Linked DNA regions of Mus musculus: region 1 is linked to region 2. A link is a contact called in public promoter capture Hi-C data. All regions are on one chromosome and are shown on one strand. Each heading gives the region's core, a stretch centred on a gene start, on an enhancer-like site or on the middle of the called end of the contact. The rest is flanking DNA. Distances are from core to core; before and after follow the strand shown.

What was found. Promoter capture Hi-C pulls out the DNA fragments that hold promoters and counts their contacts.
Region 1: a contact with region 2 is called in a promoter capture Hi-C map of the HPC-7 cell line. The contact joins the promoter of Olfr220 here to the promoter of Olfr432 in region 2. A contact is called at or near these places in 8 of 39 promoter capture datasets (the C10 cell line, the HPC-7 cell line, cranial neural crest and 5 more) and 1 of 9 other capture datasets (liver).

Annotation. Positions count from the first base shown.
Region 1 is chr1:174,446,127-174,452,770 of GRCm38.p6, forward strand. It overlaps Olfr220 (olfactory receptor 220), which reads left to right and starts at 2,499. Exons shown (of 1, transcript NM_207694.1): 1 at 2,499-3,476. The coding sequence starts at 2,499. The coding sequence ends at 3,476.
Region 2 is chr1:174,048,194-174,054,087 of GRCm38.p6, forward strand. It overlaps Olfr432 (olfactory receptor 432), which reads left to right and starts at 2,182. Exons shown (of 1, transcript NM_146716.2): 1 at 2,182-3,120. The coding sequence starts at 2,182. The coding sequence ends at 3,120. It also overlaps the pseudogene Olfr431-ps1.

The sequences.
Region 1 (6,644 bases), core at 1,249-3,748, 400 kb after region 2:
TTCTTTTCTCCTTTTATTTTTATTATTAGTTAATCTTTTTTTCCACTCTAGTCGCTATCCTTCTCCGATCTGCCCTCCAACTGTTCCTCATCCCATTCCGCCTCCCCTGTCTCCAAGAGGATGTCCCCACCACCCCTCACACCTCCACCTCACCGGACCTCCCCACTCCATGGGGCTTCACATCTCTTGAGGGTTAGGTGTGTCTTCTATCACTGAGGCCAGATCCAGCAGTCCTTGGCTACATATGTATCAGGAACCTCATATACATATAGGCACCAGCTAGTGCATGCTGCCTCATTGGTTTGCCTGTCATTTTCTAGAATGTAAAAATGTGTGCAGTAACTGACCTAAGCACTTGGATCTGGAAGTTGAAACATACTAGCATAGACCAAAAATCATCCCCCAAACAGCAACGCAAACCCTTGTTAGTCGAAAAGGAATGATTTAAATGGAGATGTAGAGAAAGAAAGACAAATAGAAATTGAATTCAGAGATTAAAAGAAAAAAAGATGATGAAGAAAAATCTGAGGACTCCTAAATCTCACATTTGTAATCCCTACTGACACCACAGTTCTACTAGTGAAGATTAGACTGTGGTCATCAATGTCTCATTTTTGCTTTTATGTATGCATGGAGATGTATGCGCATATGAAACTATATCCTGGATCAATGAGATGGGCCAGCAGGATTCTTGCCACCTCATCTCTGATGACTGGAGTTCTATCTGCAGAATCCACATAATAAAAGACAGAACAAACTCATGTAGATTTTCCTGTGACTTCAACACACACACACACATGAATGCATGCACACCCACAAATGATTAAATGCAAAAATAATTAAAGAAAATTGCATTCCAGCATAAAACAAATGTTAAATTTGCTCAGCAGTTTCTCTCTCTCTCTCTCTCTCTCTCTCTCTCTCTCTCTCTCTCTCTCTCTCTCTCTCTCTCCTCTCTCCTCTCTCCTCTCTCCTCTCTCCTCTCTCCTCTCTCCTCTCTCTTTCTTCCCCCTCCCCTCTCTGTTTGACCATTGCTTCAGGAAATGGCCCTCTCTGATTTGTTCTATATATTTATGCCCTAAAAACATTGATGTTGAGAAATAAGGAACAGGAATGACTGGAGGAAAAAAAAAAGGACAAATTGTAAAAGTGCTGGAAACCAGGGACTGCTTCTGTTCTGAGAAGTTCTGGAGGAAGTCTCAGCCCATCCTTGAGAGGGGCCATGCTTGGCTTAAGTACCAGAAAAGAAGTCCTACTAACAGAAAAGATTTTTGTACTATCATTCCCAAATCAATGAGTTCTTTAACATTCAGAAAACTGTCAATTTCTTCCTCCTTTTCCATTAACAAATAGCTGACATTTTCACCATTTCATTTTTCAGTTTTCTTATTGGTAAGATGGGGAGGGGCAAATTATAGAGAAGAAAATGTGTGTTGATTTGGGCCTAAGAACAGTAGCTTTGAAAAAATAGCAGGGCTGGTGAGATGGCTCAGGGGTTAAGAGCACCGACTGCTCTTCCAAAGGTCCTGAGTTCAAATCCCAGCAACCACATGGTGGCTCACAACCATCTGTAACGAAATCGGATGCCTCTTCTGGAGTGTCTAAGACAGCTACAGTGTATTTACATATAATAAATAAATAAATATTAAAAAAAGAAAGTATTATTTAAAAAAAAAAAAAGAAAAAATAGCAGTAGATACCTATAGGAACTTAAATGCTAAATCCCATTTGATGTTTACAAAATGCAGATGGCATCCTATGATGCTTACCTAAAAATAAAATAACAAATATTTTTGAAAGCTTATATGCTATGTTCTCTTAGCTAGACAACAACAAGGGTGGGGTTTAAACCTATATTTGTCATATTGTCCATCGAGATGGCTATACAGTGGATTGGATTGAAAGAAATGTCCATCAAATTATTCATCCAACTTTATCCTCTGAGAAGGTTGTAAGTGTTCATATAGCACTTTTATTTGATATGAACCTGTAGGTGTGTACAACTGTTGCTTTGTAATACTTTAGGTTAAACAAATCTGTCTCTATTTTGCAGATAAGTAGGAGACTGAAACTAACCTCCTCATCATACAAATTACACCTAGTGAGAAACTGAATCTCCTACTTCTCTTACACTGGGATACAAGGGATGCTTTGACCATAGTGAAAGGGTGATATAAAGATGCAAAGGGCCTGCCTTATGCCCAGCAGTGATATGCTGAAAAAGCACAGTGCTTGGACTCCAGAGGTCTAATTGTACTGCTCTATGACCTGGACAAATCACACCTCATAAGCTAATATTTTAAAACTCAAAATACAGACTCCCTATACCTAATTGATGCTCAAGAGTTTCAGTTCATAATTCAAGTAGACACAAATACATAAAAGCAGGAAGGCTCTCATTAGGATTAATTGCTAGAGGCAGGTTGTCAGTTTAATCAATCTCAGGGTAGTTCTTGGGACACAGAAGGAACTGACGTTGCCTATGCACACAGCCAGCCATGGTTATCAAGGGTCTGCAAGTAGACAATTGGACTGAGACAACACATTTTGTTCTTCTTGGATTTCCATCACGACCAGCCTTCCAGTTTCTGCTCTTCTCTGTCTTCCTGGTAACCTATCTGCTGACACTGGCAGAGAACCTTCTCATCATCCTGGCCATACGCAGTGATGGGCAACTGCACAAGCCCATGTACTTCTTTCTAAGCCACCTCTCTTTCCTAGAGATGTGGTATGTCACTGTCATCAGTCCCAAGATGCTGGTAGACTTCCTCAGCAAGGACAAGAGCATCTCATTCAATGGCTGCATGACACAACTTTACTTCTTTGTGACCTTTGTCTGCACTGAGTACATACTCCTTGCTGTCATGGCCTTTGATCGCTATGTAGCCATTTGCAATCCACTACGCTACCCTGTTATTATGACCAACCAGCTCTGTGGAGTAATGGCTGGGGGATGCTGGTTCTGTGGGCTCATGACTGCCATGATCAAGATGGTTTTCATAGCTCGACTGCGCTACTGTGGCACACCACACATCAATCACTACTTCTGTGATATCTCTCCACTCCTCAATGTCTCCTGCGAGGACTCCTCTCAGGCAGAGCTAGTAGACTTCTTCTTGGCCCTCATGGTCATTGCTGTCCCTCTTTGTGTGGTTGTGACATCTTATGCCATCATCCTTGTCACCATTCTCAAGATCCCGTCAGCTCAGGGTCGTCAAAAGGCCTTCTCCACCTGTGCCTCTCATCTGACAGTTGTAACTCTTTTTTACTCCACAACACTTTTTACTTATGCCCGTCCTAAGCTCATGTATGCCTACAATTCAAACAAAGTGGTGTCAGTTCTCTACACTGTTGTTGTTCCCCTTCTCAACCCCATCATATACTGTTTGAGAAATCGTGATGTAAAAATGGCCCTAAAAAAGACTATACTTTGCAATAGAAGTGGTTCTGGGGGAGATGGGGATTTTAGTAGTTAAAAAATTTACAGAATCACACTGGAGCGATAGCTCAGCAGTTAAGAGCACTAGATACGCTTCTAGAGAACCTCAGTTCAATTCCCAGCACTCACATGGGAGTTCACAACCCTCTGTTAGTCCAGTTTCAAGAGATCTAATGCCCTTTTCTAGCCTCCACTGGCAACATGAAGCACATGGTGCACAGACATACACAAACCACCCATATGCATAAAATAAAAATAAAGTTAAATTAAAATTAAAATTTTTGTTCTGGTATACTTAGGTCGATGGCCACTGTGCATTTCCTAAGTTGGACTGTATTTATTCATCAGCCACACAGTACTGCTAAGACTTTTTAAAAATTATACATAAAATTCAACGAAACAAAGCAAAACATATTTACAGCGTATATTACAACTTCATTCAAAATCCTTTTAAATAAATTTGTACATGAAGATGCTATGATCACCTGTCCAAATATTGGGTGGCGTGTGAATAAGTGCATTCATTTGTGGGGTCCAGAAGGCAACATCAACTACCTTCCACTACCCTTGTTTTTTGCTTTTTGTTTTTTGTTTTTTCTTTTTTCTTTTTTCTTTTTCATATTTCTGAGACACTGCCTGTCACTGAATCTGGAGGTCAATGATTGGATAGACCAGAATTTCTGAGTTCTCCTAGCTCTGCCTCCCAGAGTTGGCATTATAAATACCTGTTTTTTTTATATAAATGCTGGAGATGTAAACTCAGGTCCTCCTGCTTATGCAACAAGGACATTGCCCATGAGCCAATCTGCCCAGACCTCTCAAGTATATTTGAAAGACTGAGTCCTTGGTGGAAGATATATGAACAATATAAATATAACAAATAAAAATTATTTAGATAGCATTTACTGAATGAATTGTGCTCTACAGAAGAGTATATATTGAATTTCTGATCTTAATACCTCAAAATGTAATAGGTTTTGGAAATTGAATTTGTGTAACTAGCAAATGTAAATTTAGATTTATGCTATGATATGTAAGAGGAAGTACATAATAAGGGCATATACATAATTTGGACAGATGAAATCCTAAGGACTTTAGTGGGTCTTTTCCTTTTTTTTTTTTGTGGGTCTTTTCCTGAAAAATATTTTAAAATAGTTGGTTTTCCAACATGTTTTAAATAGTAAAAACTCTTAATAAATGATCAATCTAGACTTCTACATATATTAAGAACTAGTGACAATGGAAAGAACAGGGTAACAATGTGAGCAAGCTGTAGGATTCTTCCTGGATCGTCTAACTGTACACAGTGCTTTTCCTCCAAGCAGCTATTTTTGTTCTGAAGGTAGATAAAGCCCCAAAGTGGCCTGATTTCAAAATACTTTTGCTGAATCCGGTGAAATTCACAGAAATCTTTTTAGGAATACCTGAGGTTTTCTGGCAAAGTAACTTTTGAGTCCTCATAAATGTGTAAAACAAATAAATTAAAAGAAATGGAAATACCCAGATGAATAACTAGACACAAAATACTTAATAAATTATCACTAAGTTCATATTATAGAATATCATTATTCTCAAAAGCTGTCTATACTGAAATGGGAGACTGCTTGGAGAAAACTATTGCTCTTCTCAAGCAAGAGACAATGTCCATGGTACAATGTCTTCAGGATCTACCATTCTTCACTTTGCACAACTATGAACCTATAAACAGCACCACTATTAAGTAGTGTGTGTGTGTGTGTGTGTGTGTGTGTGTGTGTGTGTGTGTGTGTGTGCGCGTGCGTGCAAGTATGTTCAAATGAGTTGCTTCAAGTAATATTGGTGATATAGCTGAAAAATTAAGCCTCTACATTAATATTTCAAGTATATGATATTATTGCCCCAAATTAGCATGTCTGTTATTAATACTTTGAGACAACAGAAAAATGTATTACTCAGAAAACATTAGAAACATTTTATAAAAAGAATTTTTGTGTGTGTAACGTGTACATTTGTATATGTGTATATGCTGTATATGTGTGTAACGTGTGTACATTTGTATATGTGTTATATGTAGTACGTATAAATGTGTAGTGTGTCTGTGTTTGTGTATGTGTGTGTGGAGTTTAAGTACATGGTGTATGTCTTCATGTGTATGTGTATATAGTGTGGGTGTGCATGGTGTATGTATTGTGGTGTGGGTGTGTGTGTGTGCATAGATGAGAGGATATATGTTCCTCTGTGTGTATGTGTGTGTGTGTGTGTGTGTGTATGCTTGTGTGTGTGTGTGTGTGTGTGTATGCTTGTGTGTGTGTGTGTGTGTGTGTGTGTGTGTGTGTGTGTGTGTGTGTGTGTGTGTAGGCCTGAGGGTGAAAGCAGGTGTCTTCCTCGGTTGCTCTTCACCTTATGTCTGAGTCAGGGTTTCTTATTGAACCCAGACACTTCCCACATGCTGACATAACAAGTGGGCTCCCACATTTACCTGGGTTCTGTGGATTTGGGGGTCTGAAATACAATTTCTACTCCTCCACAGAAAACACTTTACTCCATAAGTCATCTCCCATCACTGAAAATCTTGTTTTGATAAATCCATTAGGAATGGTACTATTTTCTACAGAAAATTTTATATACTTGAATTAAGAACATACATTATAGGGCTAGAGAGAGATGACTCGACAGTCGAGAGCACTGGTTGTACTAACAGAGGACCCAGGTTTGATACCCAGAGTCTACAGAATAGGCTCAGAACTGTCTATAACTTCATTACCAGGGGATCTGATACTCTTTTCTGGCCTCTATGGATAGCAGGAACATGCATGGTGGGCAAACATATGCAGGCAAAATACCTACAACACATAACAAAATTTTAATTGATTTTTACAAAGAACATTACTTTATGGCATAAATGCCTCCTCCACTCCCAAAACAATATGCATGCATACATAGTTTAGAAATGACAATACTTAATTGGTTTCAAAAGTATGTTTCACCCATTTAAAAATTTGCTGTCAATTCCTAAGAACTCATTTTCTGTTGTGCCTTCCTTATTCCCATTTGTGTGCAAAGGTGATTTTCTAGGCCCTCATCTTGTAATAGTCTGGCATTTAATTCTAAAGGGAGTTTGTTCTAGGTGTTGTTTCATTCCTATGAAACCTAGAGATACATTTCATTAAGTTTTTGGACCCATGCCATTGGGTAAAAAAAGTCTGAAAGCTTAATTAAGAATAGA
Region 2 (5,894 bases), core at 932-3,431:
GATCTGATGCCTTCCTCTGGTCTTTGAGCACACATAAATAGGTACGCAGGTATACAATACAGATAAATCAATAATTTTAAAAGTAAAATAAAATCTGGAATACTACCAGAGAATACTGCAGTGGCTAGGAAGAAGAGAGAAGTACAAAGCAAAGCCCCTATGAGATGTGTCAAGAGGTGCTAAAGTAGTACAAGCAATGCCTTATTTCAGGAGTCGTATTTCCTCATTTGTCTTCACCACCAACTCAACGTGAATCTTGATCCAAACCAACACTTCCTCTGTGGCTGAAGTTCTGTAACTGAAGAAGTTTAAGTTACAGGTTCCCGAAGCTCAGCACCCATCCGACATGGTGATAGCTTGTTTAAGTTACAGGTTCCCGAAGTTTCTGACATGGTGATAGCTTATGATTCTCTAGTTATTGATTGATTTGTACTAGGTTCCTTATGGACAGCCAACCTTTATTAATATCTGCAGAACATTGGACCAGAGAACCCATTATGGCCACTGCAGTATGAGGTGATGGTATGAAGGAAGAAATAGGGTCATTCAGCAGAAAACAAAAAGCTACCGTGTGGATTAGGTTGTTAAGTCATAAGGCAAATGATGCAGAATGATGGCAAATCTCCAGGCAAGTGTAATTTTAAAGGGGCAAAGCAATTCCCCTTTCCTAAAGTTGTTATTCTTTATGTGTGAATGAAGATATGAGTACTAGATTGTTTCCTTAATGTCATGTTATATGGTCATTGCAAGACAGGCAATATCCCTGGATTAGATTGCAGAACTCCAAAGTGTAGATGCAGAGGTAAGTCATTGGCGAGACACACACATCTCATCTGACTCATTTCTGTGGGCCTCACTTCTTGCCCCAGAGGGATCCATACTGAGAGTTAGTCATAGTAACCTCAGGGAACGTTTATTAAGGAGTTTGTGGGAGAGCTTTGTTTCCAGGAGCAGGAATTATAAATAAGGGAGTGTCTTGGGATAGAAGTGATACCAAGAAGAATGAGACTAGTTCTGTTGTAACCAAAAGAATGAGGTAATGGTTGGAGGTGGCACACAAGAGGTAAGAACAGCAAAAAAAAAAAAAAAAAAAGCAGCAGGAGGCAGCTGAATAATTGACCTTTTCTGAATAATTTCCATTTGAGTATGAGCATGACATTCTGCAGATATTAATAAAGGCTGTCCATGAGGAACCTAGTACAAATCAATCAATAACTAGAGAATCATAAGCTATTACCACGTCAGAAACTTCGGGAACCTGTAACTTAAACTTCTTCAGTTACAGGACTTCAGCCACAGAGGAAGTGTTGGTTTGGATCAAGATTCACGTTGAGTTGGTGGTGAAGACAAATGAGGAAATACGACTCCTGAAATAAGGCATTGCTTGTACTACTTTAGCACCTCTTGACACATCTCATAGGGGCTTTGCTTTGTACTTCTCCCTTTCTCCTACCCACTGCAGTATTCTGAAGTGTATCTCCCACTAGAATACTTCCAGAAAACACATCCTCTTAGCCAATGGATTATTCATGTTTCCCAAAAGTATTCAGCTTTGAGATATGTTCCTAAGATAGCCTTGTTTCTTGTCCATCATTTTCTCTTTCCACCTTTGATAAGAACCTTGATGAGTTCTAAACAAACCTGGAGAACCCCCAATAAGACTTAGATGTTAATGAATGAACATAAGTCTCCTTTTCCTACTATATCCTAGTTGTTGAATCCAGTATACAATAAGGATCATAATTTCGAATTATCATGGGAGCACTTAACTAGGAATGGTAGGAGAAAGAAGCAGAATTTTCCTATCATTTTATTTGTTGGGATTTTTCTTTTTTTTCTTTTTTTTCTTTTTTCTTTTTCTTTTTTTTTCTTTTTTTTTTTTTTTTTTTTGGCAAAGCAGAGAGGAGAAAATCTTAGGCCTGACTGCTGCCATAGTCTACAAATGTTGTTCTGTGAATTAAAACAATAATTCTATGTGGCCACTGTCACCAACAGATATTAAACAAACCACTTCTGACTACTAGTAGTCAAATCCTCTTTCATCCTGTAGATGGAATGGATTGAGTAGACAATATGTGATTTTGACTTGTGTGTTCTATACTTTGGTCTCTGGGGAACATTGTCCAGAGGAAAAACATAAAGGTGATTATTTACTGCCTTTTTCTTTCATTCCCAGGAATCATGGATCATGTCAACTATACCTGGACACGGACCTTCATCCTTGCTGGTTTCACTACCTCTGGCACCCTGCAACATCTTGCAGTTTTTGGAACCCTGTGCATCTATCTCCTCACACTGGCAGGGAACTTGTTCATCATTGTCTTGATCCAGGCAGATTCAGGGCTGTCCACTCCCATGTACTTCTTTATCAGTGTCCTCTCCTTCCTGGAACTCTGGTATGTCAGCACCACAGTGCCCACCTTGCTGCATACCTTGCTCCATGGGCCTTCACCCATCCCCTCGTCTGCATGCTTTGTCCAGCTGTATGTCTTCCACTCCTTGGGCATGACCGAGTGCTACCTGCTAGGTGTCATGGCTCTGGACCGCTACCTTGCTATCTGTCGTCCACTGCACTACCATGCACTCATGAGCAGACAGGTACAGAAACAGTTAGTTGGGGTTACATGGTTGGCTGGTTTTTCAGCTGCCCTGGTGCCTGCAGGTCTCACTGCCTCTTTACCTTATTGTTTGAAAGAGGTGGCCCATTACTTTTGTGACCTGGCACCAGTGATGCAGTTGGCATGTGTGGACACTAGCTGGCATGCTCGGCTTTATATTGCAGTGATTGGCATGATCAATACATGCAATCTTACTTTCATCTTGGGACTCTATGGAGGTATTGTGAGAGCTGTGCTGAAGCTGCCTTCAGCTGCTAGTCGTGCAAAAGCCTTTTCCACCTGTTCCTCCCATATAACCGTAGTGACACTGTTCTTTGGCTCTGCCTTCATTGTCTATGTGGGCCCACCAGAGATTCGAGCTGAAGGCAGAGACAAGCTTATTGCCTTGGTATATACTTTGCTCACCCCTTTCTTCAACCCTATTATTTATACTCTTCGCAATAAGGAAGTAAAAGAGGCTTTTAAGAGGGTCACACAGAGGATTAATGCTGTGCTGAAATGACTTGAAGTCTGCTAGGTTTATTGTATTCCATCATATGAAAATTGAAAGATTTCCCTGCTTATTGTATAGACAATTAACTAGTTGTTTCGATGATATGTCAAATTTTCAACTCATGAAATCTTTCATTAGGACACATTGTAAAATGTTGTAAGACAAATATAGTCCCTGAACCTACCAACGTAGGAGTGGGTGAGGACACAGATTTGAAGGGGAAGAAACAAAATGACGTTCACCTTTTCTCAGGCAGATGGAACTTAGTTAGAAAGTGAGTTGGTTTAATTTCTAGAATCTGGTCTGGCTATGTGTTAATGTTTCAGACCGGATTTTTGAAGAAAGACCAAGAAGATATTGAAATTAGTTAAAGATTTTGGAAGAGAGCATTGCGCAAATGTTGGGATGGACACCAGGGAGATATGAAAACAGAACACAAAAGTACATGGAGTTCAGTACATTTGGACAATATTCTGATAAATAATGTTGGAAGATGGAGTGGAGGTTTCCTCTAATAGGAAAGAGAGTGGGATGAGAAACAAAGTAGCCTAGTCAATTGGCATTATAAACAATTTATAAAATCACTGTCTGCACTCTGAATTGAGGCGACCAGGAAACATGGTGGGTACAGGTCCTGTGGGAAGAACTGACTTTTTGAACCATGCAAAGATGTAAAGACAAAAGGATGAATGTCTTCAGTTCCCTGCACTCATGAGCAGACAGGTACAGCTATGGCTAGCAGGTACCACTTGAGTGGCTAGCTTTACAGGTGACCTGGTGCCTGCATGTCTCACTGCCATGTTGCTTGAAAGGGATAGCCTGTTACTTTTGTGACCTGGCACCACTAATGCGGTTGGCATGTGTAGACACAAGCTGGCATGCTCGGGTTCATGGGGCAGTGATTGGTGTGGCCACTGGATGCAATTTTGTCCTCATCTTGGGACTCTATGGGGGTATTCTGACAGCTCTCCTGAAGCTGCCTTCAGCTGCCAGTCGAGCCAAAGCCTTCTCCACATGCTCCTCCCATATGACAGTGGTTGCACTGTTCTATGCTTCTGCTTTTACTATGTATGTGGGTTCATCTCAGAGCAGACCTGAGGGCACTGACTAGCTTATTGCCTTAGTGTATGCCCTCCTAACTCCATTCCTATCATCTATTCCCTTCGCAACAAAGAGGTGAAAGAGACCATGAAGAGGGTCGGTGACAAGATCAGGACTTTGTTGAGGGACACCTAATTATCTCTTTTGACATTACCCACATTCAGGGTAAATAAAAAACTCAAATGGCTTGTGAATCATTTTGCAGAATCAAAATAAATGCCAATAAGTGTACCACTAAATTTAGCACTTACTATGATGCACACACACTCAGTGTTTTGGACAGATCAATTAAAGATAGAGGAGAATGAAGGAAAGGCAATTTTCTCTGAATTCATTTCAGCATGATGATGAAGAAATGTCACAGCAGATTAAAAACACATAGAAAAATGTTTGAATTGTCTATCTATCTATCTATCTATCTATCTATCTATCTATCTATCTATCTATCTATCTATCATTTGCCAGGCACCTGGTCTCTGCCAAGGTTTGAGATCTGCCTTTTTAATTAACATACTATCCCTAAGTGGATATCTGATGGCTCACAATTTACACATCTCTAAAGTATAGGGGATAATATGAACAGTCATTGTCTCCATAAATTTAAAAGTCCACCCAAGTTTAGCAGCAAACTCTGATTTCAACACATGATCCCACCAGACAGTTTAAGATAGAAAGCATGGGTCATAGAAATTACCCAGTGACAGCATTGTGGAGTTTCATGTGGAGCCAAAATCTCCCAGCTGATAGAGATTCGTAATCTTGAGTCATCTTACAGAAACCAGCTCTGAATCACATAACTCTCAGTGCGCATGTCTGTTGTGGAACAAGAGTAGCAGAGCTGAGTGTGTTGTCTGAGGTCTTGCAGAATAATGGATTCTTTTAGTCATAGAATGAATTTGAAGCCATATTTCACAAGAGGATGAGAAAAAAAAATCTCAGGCTCCACAGGAAAGGGAAATGCCACACAAATCCGCAGTGTCAGATTTGTGATAAAACTGTTCCTTTTAGCTTATACACTTCAGAGATTTGTGAATTCTGCGTCACCAGATACACACTAAGGGATGGTCTAGTAATTGGAATGACAGAATTAATACCTTGGCAGAGCCTAGGAATTGGATGAATATGTCCTATTGTTCTCATTCTTATATATGTCCCACTTAAAAAAAATTTAGATATTTTTAATTCTCCCCACATCAGGATTGTTGATTATTGTTTGTATGTATACACAGATGTGTTTATGTGTACAGTATATGGTGTGTGTGTGTTGTGTAGCATTTGTGTGTGAGTGTGTTATTAATGTGTGTATACATATATGATTTATGATATATATACATATATATACATATGTGTGTATATATATATATATATACATATATATATATATATATATGACTAATGATATATATGTGGTGTATGCGGTTATGGTATGTGAGCTTAATTGAACCTGTGTTGTGGATAGCCCCGGGGCTATAATTATATTTGATGTTAATTCTGTTCTCCTGTGAGTGGTAGAGAACAAGGAATGAGTCAGCACTCAGGTGATTTCCTGTAAACCTGCTTCCCACCTTAATTTGTAAAATAAAGGAGAGCTGATCATTGGGCAGATAAAAGGGAAGGTGGAGTGGAAGGGAGAGAGAGAGAAGAAGGAAAAAATGTACTTCTTTAGTGACACGAAGTTTGAA